Regions from separate parts of the Mus musculus genome. Here region 2 is linked to region 1. Evidence: chromatin contacts called from public Hi-C data. All regions are on one chromosome and are shown on one strand. The core of a region is the stretch at or near the end of the contact, and the rest is flanking DNA. Distances in the headings are between cores, read along the strand shown.

Evidence for each region. Hi-C and Micro-C count contacts between places; a contact is called where the count stands out from the background.
Region 2: a contact with region 1 is called in a Hi-C map of cortical neurons, with 1.7 times the contacts expected there. The contact joins the promoter of Tox2 here to the enhancer-like site in region 1. A contact is called at or near these places in 15 of 484 Hi-C or Micro-C datasets (8-cell embryo, the G1E-ER4 cell line, the N1E-115 cell line and 11 more), 11 of 115 datasets of contacts at active chromatin or transcription factors (CD8 T cells, astrocytes, embryonic hindbrain and 5 more) and 5 of 9 other capture datasets (adipose tissue, embryonic tail, embryonic trunk and 2 more).

The regions. Positions count from the first base shown.
Region 1 is chr2:163,149,938-163,156,386 of GRCm38.p6, forward strand. No RefSeq gene overlaps it. Among named protein-coding and RNA genes, the nearest start is that of Gm11454, 31 kb to the left of the region's middle. Within about 2 kb of position 2,919, at least 48 of the 459 cell types and tissues checked have an H3K27ac peak or open chromatin away from gene starts, as enhancers often do. A contact at or near this core is called in the N1E-115 cell line, brain, cerebral cortex and 3 more, where this site is marked.
Region 2 is chr2:163,200,827-163,207,275 of GRCm38.p6, forward strand. Tox2 (TOX high mobility group box family member 2) reads left to right here and starts at 2,301. Exons shown (of 9, transcript NM_001372575.1): 1 at 2,301-2,436. The coding sequence starts at 2,338.

The DNA of each region.
Region 1 (6,449 bases), core at 1,669-4,168:
ACCTACACAAGTGTATTGTGGCATCATACACACACACAGATACACACACACACAGACACACACACACACGCACGCGCACACACACACACAAACTATATGCACATAGATAAAGAAAACATTCCAGCACTGATGCTGGGTGGCTTACCACCATAATTCCATTCCCAAGGGACCCAGTGCTTTCTCTGGGACTTTGCAGGTGTGTTCTCTCTCTCTCTCTCTCTCTCTCTCTCTCTCTCTCACACACACACACACACACACACACACACACACACACGCACACACACACACACATAAATAAATAAAAAATAAATAAACAAACGAATGAATACATCTTAAAGGTTAATCTTGTGATAACTTTACAGGGATCGGCAGATGGGTTAAGTTATGACAATTCTCTAAGAGAAGAGCTCTGTGAAAGTGCTGGCTTGCTCCAGCTTTTCCAGTGTCTGTTGCTCTCTTTGAAATTCAGCTTTTTAAAAGATAAATTTCAGGGCCTGGGGAGATGGCTCAGTTGTAAGCACAAGGACCTAAATTCAGATTCTCCAGCACACCACACACACACACACACACACACACACACACACACACACACACTCACACAATGCCAACCATGGTGGCATTGAACCCTCAGTTCCAGTTCTTAGTGTCAAAGAGGGAGGCAGAGACAGGAGATCCTTGGAGCCCCTTGGCCAGCCAGCCAGCTTTGCTAGGTCAGCTCAGTGAGAGACCCCGTCTCAAAACAATAAGGGAACAGTTAAGGAAGATACCCAGTGTTGACCTCTGGCCTTCATATGCACATCTATATATGTGCATACATACCTACACAGACATGGGCACTATATACATTAATGTACCCATTAGCATGTGCATACACACACACAGGCTCACACATGGACACACATTACAGCACTTGCTGAGCTGCATTCCCCAGCCCTGGCTTATGGTCTTTTGTTATAGCAGCCCAAGTGGGCTGGAGATACAGGCAGGGTCTGTCTATCTATCTATCTATCTATCTATCTATCTATCTATCTATCTATCTATCTATCTATCTATAATTTATTTATATGTGTGTATTGGCACATGTGCATGCCACAGCAGGTGTGTAGAGGCCAGAGAACAATCTTCAGGGGTTGACTGTCTCCTTTTATCATGTGGTTCTGTAGACTGTACTCAGGGGTCATCAGGCCTGGTGGGAGGCACCTTTACTCATTGGACCGGAAAGCTGGCCCAGCCTCAGCGTCTCTAGTTACCCTGACTCTGGTGCATGCGCAAGACCTAGGGGGCCCGCGAGTACAGCCGGATCGCGATCATCGCGTATGAGAGAGCCTTCCGCTCTGTGCCGCCAGCTTTGCCCGGTCTATTTGGGTAAGAGCGGCTTGGGATCAATTATGGATGAGGCTCTGCAGGAGAGGAGTAAGAGGGCTGTTGTCTACTTTGAAAAATTAATGGGAGCTGATTAATACGGAGCACAGACCCTTCTTCCTCAGCACAGAGAAGCTGCGGTCTCGGCAGGAGCTGGGGCGGGGGCAGCATCCTGCGTGTCTGTGTGCTGCGGGGTTCCACTCTAGACTCCTCTGAAGGAAACTGTCCCGTTGACCCACAGGGACGCTGAAGCTCATCAGACCTGAACAGTTTGCCCAAAGAACATAATAGTGAGGGTGCTCACTTATTACCATTTGTAATTTACGATGTTTAATATAGAAAATTAAAGCATTTACACAAGCTGATATGTAAATAGAATGTAACTTTTTTATGAGACAAAGTCTGAAGCAACCCAGGTTGGCCTCAAATTTATCTGAGGCTAGACTTGAACTCGTGATCCCCCTGAGTGCTGACACTGTAGACACGCACCATCACATCCGTTTTGTCTCCTCCATGTCCATAAGGAAGGGGTTGTCCCTGCTTCCTCTCTGTGTATATGTCCGTGTCGTGTATGTTCATGGATGTGTAGGCTTGTGTTCGAGCAGGTGCCTGTGCGTGCATGTGTGTGTGTTCACCTGTGGAGGTCATAGGTCAATATCAGGTGCCTCTTTCAGTTGCCCTCCACTTTAGTTTCTGTAGTTGTATCCCTCACTGAACCTGGAACTCACTAGTTTGACTAGGATGGCCATCCAGTGATCTCTGAGGCTCCTCCTGTCTGTGCCTTGCCGATGCTTTTTACACGGGGTGGTGGGAACCGAACTCAGGTCTTCATGCTTCTGTGGCAATTAACCCTCTGAGCATCTTCCCAGAACTCCTGCTTCCTTCTGACTTACCATTTTAAGTTTTTCATCTGCTGGGAATCAAACCTAGGGCCTTGCCATGTTAGGCAAGTTCTCTACTACCAAGCCCGTATGAGGTAGGTACTCTACTACTGACCCCACACTAGGTAAGCACTCTACTACTGAGCCGCAGCCCCCTTTTCTCTAAGAACACGCTTTAAGGCCTCGGAGAAACTGAGGTCCTGTTTAAGTGGGGACATCGCTTTCCCCTGTGGAGTTCGTTCCAGCTTCTCAGCTGGCTGGCTCCCTCTGACGTGTTCCCTTGGATCTGGCTCTCTGCATGGAACCTGACCCCAAGACCCACCTCCAAAGCAGCCCTCGATCCGCAGGCTGTTGCAGCCGGATCATTATTCTGGGTCCTCCCACTCTGTGATATCAACCCATCCGACTTTATGAAGAATTGGAAACTGTACAATCCATTAAGCTTTGTCTCGTGTCTCAAGCATCTTCCAGATAGTGGGGCCTCACGACTGGAAGAGCACGGGAGGAAAAGGTGGGACCCTTCCCCTCAACTTCAGCTGGGTGATTGAGGGCAGGCTGGGGCTCAGGAAGCCTTTTTGGTTTGGAGATGACTAATCTGGCTCTGGCCTGAGAATAATTCCAGTCTGGCTGGCTGGACGGCCCGTTTCCATGGCGACGGTTGTTATTGGTAACTGAATAAGCATCTCAGAGAACAGCATCTCTGGAGTTGATGGTTTTCCCTTCCAGTTGGAATTGAGAGGAGCCAGGCTTGTGCTGACGATCCTCTGCGCGGACTCATTGCTGCAGTGTGAGGTCTGCCGAGCCGAAGCCACCTTTCCGTTTCTCCTCTGAATTCTGCCTCCACAGAAGATGGCACAGAGTAACTTGTTCTCTGTTTTCTAGTGTCTTCAGAGATGCTGAGGAACACAGGGACATCCAGAACTTGAACCCTGACTTGGCTGGTCCTGAGTTGCTTGCTTTGTTGCTGCCCTGCCTCTGTCCCCCCTCCCTCCCCCCCACACCTGGTTCCCCCCCCCCCCCCCCAGCACACCCAGAAGCCTTATCAGACCCTTCCCAGTGACACTGTCAGCCTGCTCGGTTATGTGTGGGGACAGTTAGCATATCCCATAGTGACTCCTAGCCCAGAGGCTATGCTAGAAAGGGCTATTCAGGGAGACTCCCTTAGATGAGGTGGCCCCATAGTTATCAGGGAAGCAAGGCACAGGGAAGCTGCAGAGATCTGATAGCAAGGTCCTGACTCAAATCCCTTGTGGTCCCCTCTACGTTTCTTCTCCCTCCCAGTGGAGTGGACCTGTGTGCTGGAATGGCAGCCAGACCATGAGGCAGAAGGCGTGGACTCTTCTCCCCCTCTCTCTCCCCCCTCCCTGTCTCCTTCTCTCCATCCCCCCTCCCTTCTTCTCTCCATCTCCCTTTCTTCCTCCCCTCTCATCTTGCTCTGCAAAAATCACTTCAGCCCTGTTCCCCTTGTTGCTTTCCCCGTGAACTGGAGTATCGGTCAGGCTCTGAAGCCCGTGGGGAGTGGCAGCTACACTTCCGTTCCGGAAGCTCCTATGGCAAGAAAAAGAAGCCATGTGGTGCTGGCTGGCCACCTCCGTTCAACCTGTAGTACACTTCTTTGGATGGGCATTCATCTGGACCTGTCTCAATGGCTTCTGGTGGACCTGTCGCCTCCTCCCACTGTGAAAGTGCCTGTCCTGAGCTCTGGGACCCTATGGGGTTTTCCTTTGTCTCTTAGCTGTTCCTTCATGTCTCCACGTGCTTCCTTTTCTCCCTGGATGTGATCGTTGGGGTGGCTCCAAGCTTGTCCATAGGTGGCACTACCTACGGCTCCTTACTTCAGGTCTTACCTATTCTGCAGCAACTCAGAGGGATCTTGCCAGCTCCTGCCTCTGCGCCAGGCTGTAGACCTGTGTCACTAGGGACCAAGCCATAGCTCCTAGATGACTCCAAGTCCATTTATAGTTGAGTACTGTTCTTCCTCATACAGACTCTAGACTCCTGTGTTAAAGCATTGCTCCTTGGTGTAGCACTAGTAGGCCTGAAGGGACCTTTAGAAGACAAGGCCCAGTGAGAGGGCTTTAAGTCATTGCAGGCATGTCCTTGAAGGGAATTATGGGATTTTGGCTCTGTGCTTTCTCTCTCTTCTTGGCCAGGGGGTGAATGGTTTTTTTGTTTGTTTGTTTGTTTGCCACCACACAAACATGATGGTGTTTTTTCTTCACTGCAGACCACAGAGCGATGGGACCATGACCGTGGCTTTTAATTTTTATTTACATTGGTGTTCTGTCTCCATGGATGTCTCTGCAAGGGTGTCATATACCCTGGAACTGGAATTACAGACACGTATGAATTGCCATGTGGGTGCTGGGATTTGAACCTGGGTCCTTTGGAGGAATAGCCATTGCTCTTAACCGCTGAGCCATCTCTCCAGCCAGACCAAGGCAACTCTTATAAAGGAAAAACATTTACTTGGGGCTGGCTTACGGGTTCAGAGGTGCAATCCAATATCATCATGGCAGGGAGCATGGCAGTGTGCAGGCAGGCATGGTGCTGGAGGAGCTGAGGGTTCTCCGTCTTGGTCTGAAGGCAGCCAGGAGGAGAATGTTCAACGCTGGACAGAGCTTGAGAGATAGCAGACCTCAAAGTTCACCCCTACAGTGATATACTTCCTCCAACAGGGCCACGCCCACTTCAATAAGGCCACACCCCCAATGATGCCACTTCCTATGACTAAGCATTGAAACACATGGATCTAAGGAGGCCGGACCTATTCAAACCGTACAGCAGGAATGGGGGCTCTTCCTCACACTTTCTTTTCCTCACTCCTACATCCGACTCCTCGCCAATATCTGCTAGTTCTTTCCCGAAAGACCTTAGACTCTTCCCATATGCCATGCCTTTGCACGGTTGCCTTAATCCGAGCGTTGTGCGCTTGCCTGGAACTGTTATGCATCCTTTGCAGCCCCTGACCATTGATACTGTAGTTAGAATGTCTTTAAAGTTCAAACGAACCTCCCTGCCCCTGCTCTCCTGTCTACCACCTCCCACACGTCGTTCCGCTTCTGTGGGGGAGGACTGTGGTGGTTTTAAGATATGGGGGGGGGGGGGGCAGATGGGTCCACTGCTTTCCATCTAGACAGGAACCATTTCAACTCGGGTGGCAGGGCAGTCATAATCCCATGTGACTCATGGGGCTGAGTCAGCAAAGTCCCTGGGCTCAAAGCTCATAGGGCTTTCCTGACTAAACTCCCTCCTGTTCCTGTGGATCAGCTGTGATGTAGGCCCGGGCCCTGTGGGTTTCTGGTGTGATGGTATTTAGAAAGAACCAGAATCTCTTTGGGTAAGGAATGTGGTATGAAAGCAGGCAAAGCCCTTGGTGGGTAGGGACCCTCTGACCTCGCTGCTTTTATAGAGTGTTGAATAGGTAGGTGCCCAGTTAAAGTCTACTCACCTCTGTGGGTCTCTATGTAATGGCATCTGAAGGTCAGCAGGAGGCTCATGGATGGTTCCATGATGCAAACACTGGAGAGAGGGATGCCATCAGAAAATTAACAGATGACAACCTCCACGCATCAATTTCTAGCCCCCTTGGAAGGATCTTTAGGCATCTAATTGACACATTTCAAGAGACACACTGACTAGTTAGACATCAATTGACACCCTTATTAAATATCAATTAGCACATTCCCTAACTTGATATTTAATTAGCTTGCCGGAGCTGTTCTTTTAAGGGCCAATTAAACGCCTGGAATATTTGTACATGCTGATCCCACTGCTAAGCAATTGCCCATGAATCTTTATCATAAGTCCTTCGAAGCAGGTTTCCAAATATACGCCAGGACCGACAGTCAGAATTTTAAGATTGATCAATGCACAACTAACAAGCCGTATTCTCACCCATAGTTGTGAAGGAAAGTCACCAACAGTTCTTGCACTGTGGTTAACTATATTTCCTGGTTGTAGAAACTGTTAAGGCAAACAACCCAGATCCCTGCCTTCAGGCAGAGTTGTGACTCACTTAACTGTGGTAATATAAACTATATATACCTATCATATACTAAAATACACTGTAGAGGACACCATGAGGTCACTGGGACAGATCTACAGGAAGCAATCATGTTGGCCAGGATGAAGTGGGGTAATTCGTCAAAGAAGGATCTTACATAGGGGTCCATTGTTTTCTGCTGTCCAAGGATGTCTTGTGGA
Region 2 (6,449 bases), core at 1,051-3,550, 50 kb after region 1:
AGGGTTTTTAAAAGCCAAAGAATCCATGTACAAATGATTAGGGTTAGTGAGTTTGGCAGTGTTTCTGGTTTTTGGAACATTGTGTAAAAGTTTATTTCCAGTATATTCTAGGCCTATATGGTTGAGAAACAACCTCAAAATTTTGTAGCTTAAAATAATATGCACTTATTATCGGTCATGGCAACTGAATATCTTGTCTATCTATTTACCAATAATCTGTCTATTTATCGAGACAGGGTCTTCCTATGTAGCCCTGGTGGTCTTGGGACTCACTATGTAGATCAGGCTGGACTTGAACTCACAGAGATTCTGCCTGTGTCTTCAATCCAAGTGCTAAACATTTTGGATTCAAGAAAGACCATAATCTTTTCAGGGCTTCTCTGATGATTCCAGCCCTCCTACATGGTAGCTTACAGCTCCAAACAAGAGCCTGCTGAGAAGTCAAGCAGGTGAGACTGTGTTAGCTTTAATGAACTAGCCTCAGAAGTCATGGTATTTACTAAGAACCACTCGCCAAAATCAGCCTTTCTAAGAGGGAGGCATTAGACTCTACTCCTAGGGAGGAGTGTCAAAGGATTTGTGGAGGTGTTAGAAAGCCTTGACCATCATATTAACAAACAAAATAAATAATTGATAATAGCATAAAAATGACAAAAAAAAACCCAGTTGTAAATCTAATAAAAGATGTGCCAGGTTTTCGCATACGAACATGGCTGAGAGAACTTGTAAAGAAACCCTAAGTGGGTGTACCATGTTCATGGATAAAATTAATGCACAGAGAAAACACCCTCTTCATCCGAATTGGGATAAAGATTCGATGTGAGAACAATGACAATCCCAGCTGATTTTTATTAAGGCACCAAGGCCAATTGCCAAGGTAGTCTTAAAGAACAAAATGTGTGTGGACTTATTCTATGGGACATTAAGATTTATTACAAAGCTGAAGTAGTCCAGTGGGCTAATGGCACAAGGAGAGAAAAGTAAACAGGACAGACAGACAGCACAGAAGCCATCCACGTGCACATGAAATACTCAATTCAATGCAGAGAAGTGTGTGTGTGTGTGTGTGTGTTTCAGTGACTATTGCTAGGTTAGTTGGGTAGCCAGATCTGGGAGAGACAGGGGGGGTGGGGGGGGGGAGGAGAGAGGCTTGTCGGAAATTCCTTTTTGATAAGGCTGAGCCTGGTGTTTCTAGAAACAATGACTGACGTTTATTTAGAAGCTCTTTCCTTTCTGGGTTGTAATTTCCCTCTGTTGTTCTCCAGCCTTCGCTGGAAGACCAGTTCCCACACTGCTCTTGAGGTGCCTGGATTTCATGGTTGCTGCGGTCCTCGCTCCCGGCCAGGAAGCAAGTCCAAGAAGCAGTTATGGAGCCTGAGCTAGTTTCAAGCTGTCTCCTAAGTGGGCAAGAGGCTCACGCTCTTTTCTCCAGTTGTTCTTCCCAGGCAGGCTTCGAAAGTATTCCAGAACCTGGAACCCAGGAACTGGATGGGGGTGGGGTGAGCAGCAGACAGCCCCTGATGGTTCTTCCAGCTAGCAAGTGTCTGTGGAACAAGGGTGCTGTTACAGATGGACGGACGACAAGGGGCAGATTCACACTGCTTCTCTGGGGTTCCGAAAAGCTCTGGATGGTGGCTAAGTGTACGCTAAGTGTACGGGGCTTCTGAGCCTTCCCGTCCTTACCAGTAAGGGGGAGGGGACTTTCCACAGTCTTCATCCAAGCGCTTTCACTTCTGCATGCTCTCCCTTTCTGGTGCCTCGATTTCCTCATATATAAAATAAACCTTTATGCACGTTGCCCCCTCCCCCCGTCCCTCTCTGAATAACTCAGATGAGCTTGAGGTGTGTGTGTTGGGAGGCAGGGAACTATTCTAAGACCCATGTAAGGCAAAAGGTAAGATAGTGCCCATCTCCAAATGGATGCTCCTTCAACCACTTCCTACTTGCCCTGCAAGCAGGGTGGGGATTGACACTGTCCCCAATATTTGGGGCTGGGAATGTCCCATTTCTGGACAGGGGTGGCCTAGAGATTTCTCTCTTCTTGGTGACAAAAGGCGGGACAGGAACGGTCCACTTGGACTGGCAACTAACTCTAGGGGCGGAGGGTTGGGCGGAGACCAAGGCGACCAGGGGGCCCCCCTTGCCCTCGGCGGCTCCCGAGGCCGGAACAATAGCGCTTGCGGGCGGGGCGGGGGAGGGCGTGGCGGGAGGGCGTAGCTCCCCTCCGGGCACCGCCCCCGGCCCGCCCCCCGCGCTCGCACACGGGCTCGCATAGGGCTCCCACGGCTGCCCGCCCAGGCACTGCCCGCGGGAGCCGCCGCCGCCGCCGCGCCCGCCATGGACGTCCGCCTGTATCCCTCGGCGCCCGCGGTAGGTGCGCGGCCCGGGGCCGAGCCGGCCGGCCTGGCACACCTGGACTACTACCACTGCGGCAAGGTAGGCGGCAAGGTAGGCTGGGGGCCCGAGTGTCCCGGGCTGGAGCGTGGGGGGCAGGAGTAATCTCGTGGCTGCGGACGTAGGCACTCTGGGGGCGCACACGGGGACACGCACACAACATCTTGGACGACGGGCACGTGCCACTCACACCGCTACCCTCGCGGTCGGTCACACATGCTGGGAGTTGTAGATCACGGGCAGAAGTCAGCCCGACAGCTTCCCGTAAGACGACACAGTGACACACTCACCCACGCTTCGCATTCATTCACAAGCCGACGCGCAGCGACTCTCTGTCACCCAGCCAGGCGGCACCACACACAGCCTTCGCCGTCCCACATAAGTCACGGTGCCAGTCATTTATCCTCAACCACACGCAGCCACTCGCCCACGCACAGGGCTACGATAACATACAAGTCACCTCATCTATCTACACTCATACACAACGCTTCCACACAGGTTCGCAGCTGCTGTCACATCCAGTGGCAACGGGGGACAGTCACACAAAGAAGTAGCTCCGACAGTCACAGCTCAGACTCACAATGACCCACAAGTGTACACGTTCGGTCACGCAGATCCATCCCCTGGAGGAGAAGCCCCAGCTACAAATCGCCCTGACGGCCACCTAGTCACACCCGGACACACCCAGGGACAGTCACAGGCTCCAGCACCCTCCACTGCTCGCCCCCACCCCTCGGTTGTCCACACTCGCGCGTCGGGGTTTTAACTTCTCGGCGCTGAGCATTAATTGGGCCGTTTACTAATTGGCCGTCACTACCCCGTGGCGCCTCTGATTTTATGCCGGTGTCGTCCAATCAAGGCCTATCCCTTCCCTGGATTGGGGAGCTAGCGTCCCTCCAGGCTGGAGCCGCAGCGAGGAGGTACACTCTCGCTCCCCGTCCCCACCATTTTTCTAGGTTCTCTGTGCTCAACTCCAGCCAGGGCCCCACAGCGCGGCGCCCCCGGGAGGTAGTGCCTGGATCCCAGGACCAGGGGCATCGGACCCCAGCTCCCCTTTGAGCTCAGCGGGCACGGTCAGGGGCAGCGGCGCTGTCTGAGTCCCCTTCCCTCGCAGGGAAGGGAACTTTGAAACTTAGTTCGGACGCCAGACGGTCGGTGCGTCCCCGGGTCTGTGCGTCGGTCGGGGTCAGGCTGGAGCCGAGCGCGGCTTTTCGTCACTCGGAGCCCGGATTGAACAGCGCGCGTGGGTCTCCGGGCGGTCGGGACGTAGACGCGCGGGCTCCGCGGCGCTGCGTGGTGAGTGCGCGTCGGGTGGCTGGATCCATGACCCTCTGGGGGTCTGTCCCTTCCCTACAGGCTGTCCGCGCAGCCCCTGGCTGCGGGGATGTTGTCGGGATGCTGCAGCAGCCGAGCGTCCGGCCGATCGCTGGGCCTCCGGGGCTGGGCCTCTCTGCAAGTGCATCCTCAGGCCCTAAGGGAGCGGCTGCGGCCGGGAGCCCTCTGCAGTTCGCCCTGGTCCGGGCGGCGCGGGCCACGCAGGCCGGGGCGTCCCGGGGCGGAGGTGGGCGGCGCGCATCTCTCGGAGTGGGGGGGGGGGGGGGGAAGAGCAGATTATCTTTTGTGCGCTGATCCGCAAAGTTGGAAGCCTGAGAGGGGGGATGGTGCCTTAGAGAGAAGGCGGGTTCCGGAGTCGCTTCCAGTGTGGTGGTGGGAAAATGGATTAAAACCAGCAAGTGGAGTTTTACCAGAAGCTGAAGGATGGGGCGGCAGGTCATCTTCTGCCCTTGGCTTTGTTTAAAATATCGAATGGGCAAAACGGGGTTCACCCTCTGGTTTGGTGGCCGCGGTGGAGATTGGGGATTTATGCCTTAAAGTCTGGGTACCCAGGCTGGGGGCGGGGCAGGGTAGCTGGAAGAGGTCTTTGGGAAGTGATGTATCTGCAAGCGCCACCAGAGTGGGGCCTGTCTCCCGCCGCCGCCTTTGGGAAGTAGGACGCTGCCGACCCCCACCCCCCAACCCCAAACCCCCACCCCCATCCCCGCTACCGCCACCTCTTTATTCGGAAGCTCTAGAAACCTCTGACTCAGCACCAGAACCTCCGAGGTTGCAACCTGCTGGGAAGGGCACAGAAGTGGAGGGTGGAGATTTTGGTTTCTATCTGTGCACTAAGACCCTGGCCTGCAGCTGAGGAAGTTTTGAGGATAGTGGGGTGGGAAAAGCCACCAGAATGCTGGAAAGGAAGGTGCAGAGCATGGGTTTAGATGTGAGACCCGCAGGTTCAGCCCTTCAGGCTGGGGTGATGGGGCACCTGGCTCAGCCTGAATCCAGATTCCTGTTGACAGATTCCCCAGTGTGCTGTGGCCTTCCGTGGTGTTCTTGAGGTTCACTGTGACCAGGAACTCCACCCCCCGTTTTTTTTTTTTTTTTTTTTTTTGTCTGACACCAGAAACTGATGATTGTGGAAAAGAAAATGTCCAGGTTTCTTACAGAGGCTCACTATCAGAGTTGGAGACCTAAGGTGTAATAGCCACTCTGTGTGTGTGTGTGTGTGTGTGTGTGTGTGTGTGTGTGTGTGTGCGCGCGCGCGCCTGTGTTGGGAGGTGCTGTAAAATAGGTTATAGAGCCAGGACACAGCCCACACACTGGGGACTCTGTTCCTGGAGCCAGGACAAGAGGCTTGTCTCTCAAGCATTTGCCCAAACGATGTCAGACAACCGTGGGGCAGTTGACCTGGAAGGGCCCTTGGCGACGGTCCCCTTGGCGACCATCCCCTTGGTGACTGTCCCTTAGCAATCCTCCACATAGAGATTCCCAGCCTCTTTAAATCAAAGTCATGAGCACTAGCTGCTCTCTTCTGCTGGGTTTTGTTTGAGCAAACACACAATGATAAAAAGCCACTGAGCTTCATTTTAGCTTCAAAATACTTGTGTAATTTATTAATTACAGCAATGTTAGCATGCATGAGAAAAAATTGTCTAGTAGGTATAAAGCAAGCACGTTATTCTTTTTAAAAAGAAAATGTAGTAACTGTTTGGTAAGCACCGGGGCTCCTGGCTTCTGGCATGGAGGATCTGGGGTCCCGTGATCTCTGCTTCACGGCAACACGGCAAAAGTCAGTCATGGAGTAGCAGGTGAAAGTCAGAGATGAGACTGAATCCAAGTTTCTCAATTCACAGCAGGACAGCAGTCCAGCCTCCTTGTGAATCTCTCTCTGTCGTGCTTTTGGGACTGGGAAATCTATGTTTCATCCACGGAGGATTGAATTTCTTCCATTCAGACTTTGGAAGGCTGGGAGCTCCCAGCTCAGCCAAAACAGACTGGTACCAAGAGGTCACTGGGACAGGGCGAACCTGGCTTCATAGCTCCATATGTGGCTTTGCGAGCTAAAGAAGATGATTTTCTAGCTCCTTTAAAAAAAATTACAATGCATGCATGTGCAGTCGTTCAAGTCAGAGAGCAACCGGAGGCTCTCTCCTTTCCACTGTGTGTGTCCCAGACGTCCAAGGTTTGGCAACAGGTCCCTTTACCTGCTAAGTCGCCTGTAGGCTTTCTAGCTCTCTGTTAACACAGAGTATGATCTAACAGAATAAAATGTAAATGAGCTTGGTTAGCTATAAACACCCATGAACCCACTAATCCAGTCTAGGTAGAGAATATTTCCATTACCCCCAGAAAGGCCCTTGTTCCCTTCCTAGTGAGCACCCTACCTTTGCCCCAGCAGCAATTTCTTACCGGGTTTCTATTCCCCACCTTTTTTTTTTTCCGGATCATTTTAGGACTGTGAACTCTACATGAGCCCCAGTGTGTTACATACAGCATGGGCATTTAGAGTATGGCTTCTTTTCTTTCTTTTCTTTCTTTTCTTTTCTTTCTTTTCTTTTCTTTTTTTTTTTTAGCTCAATCTGTTTTTTGCATTCATCTTTTGTGTGTGTGTGTGTGTGTGTGTGTTTGTGTGTTGTTCCACTTTGTCACTGAGTGATATTGCATCGTGTAAATATAATACAACTGGTCACTTTATCTGTGGATGGGCATTTGGGTTTGTTTCCAGTTTGGGG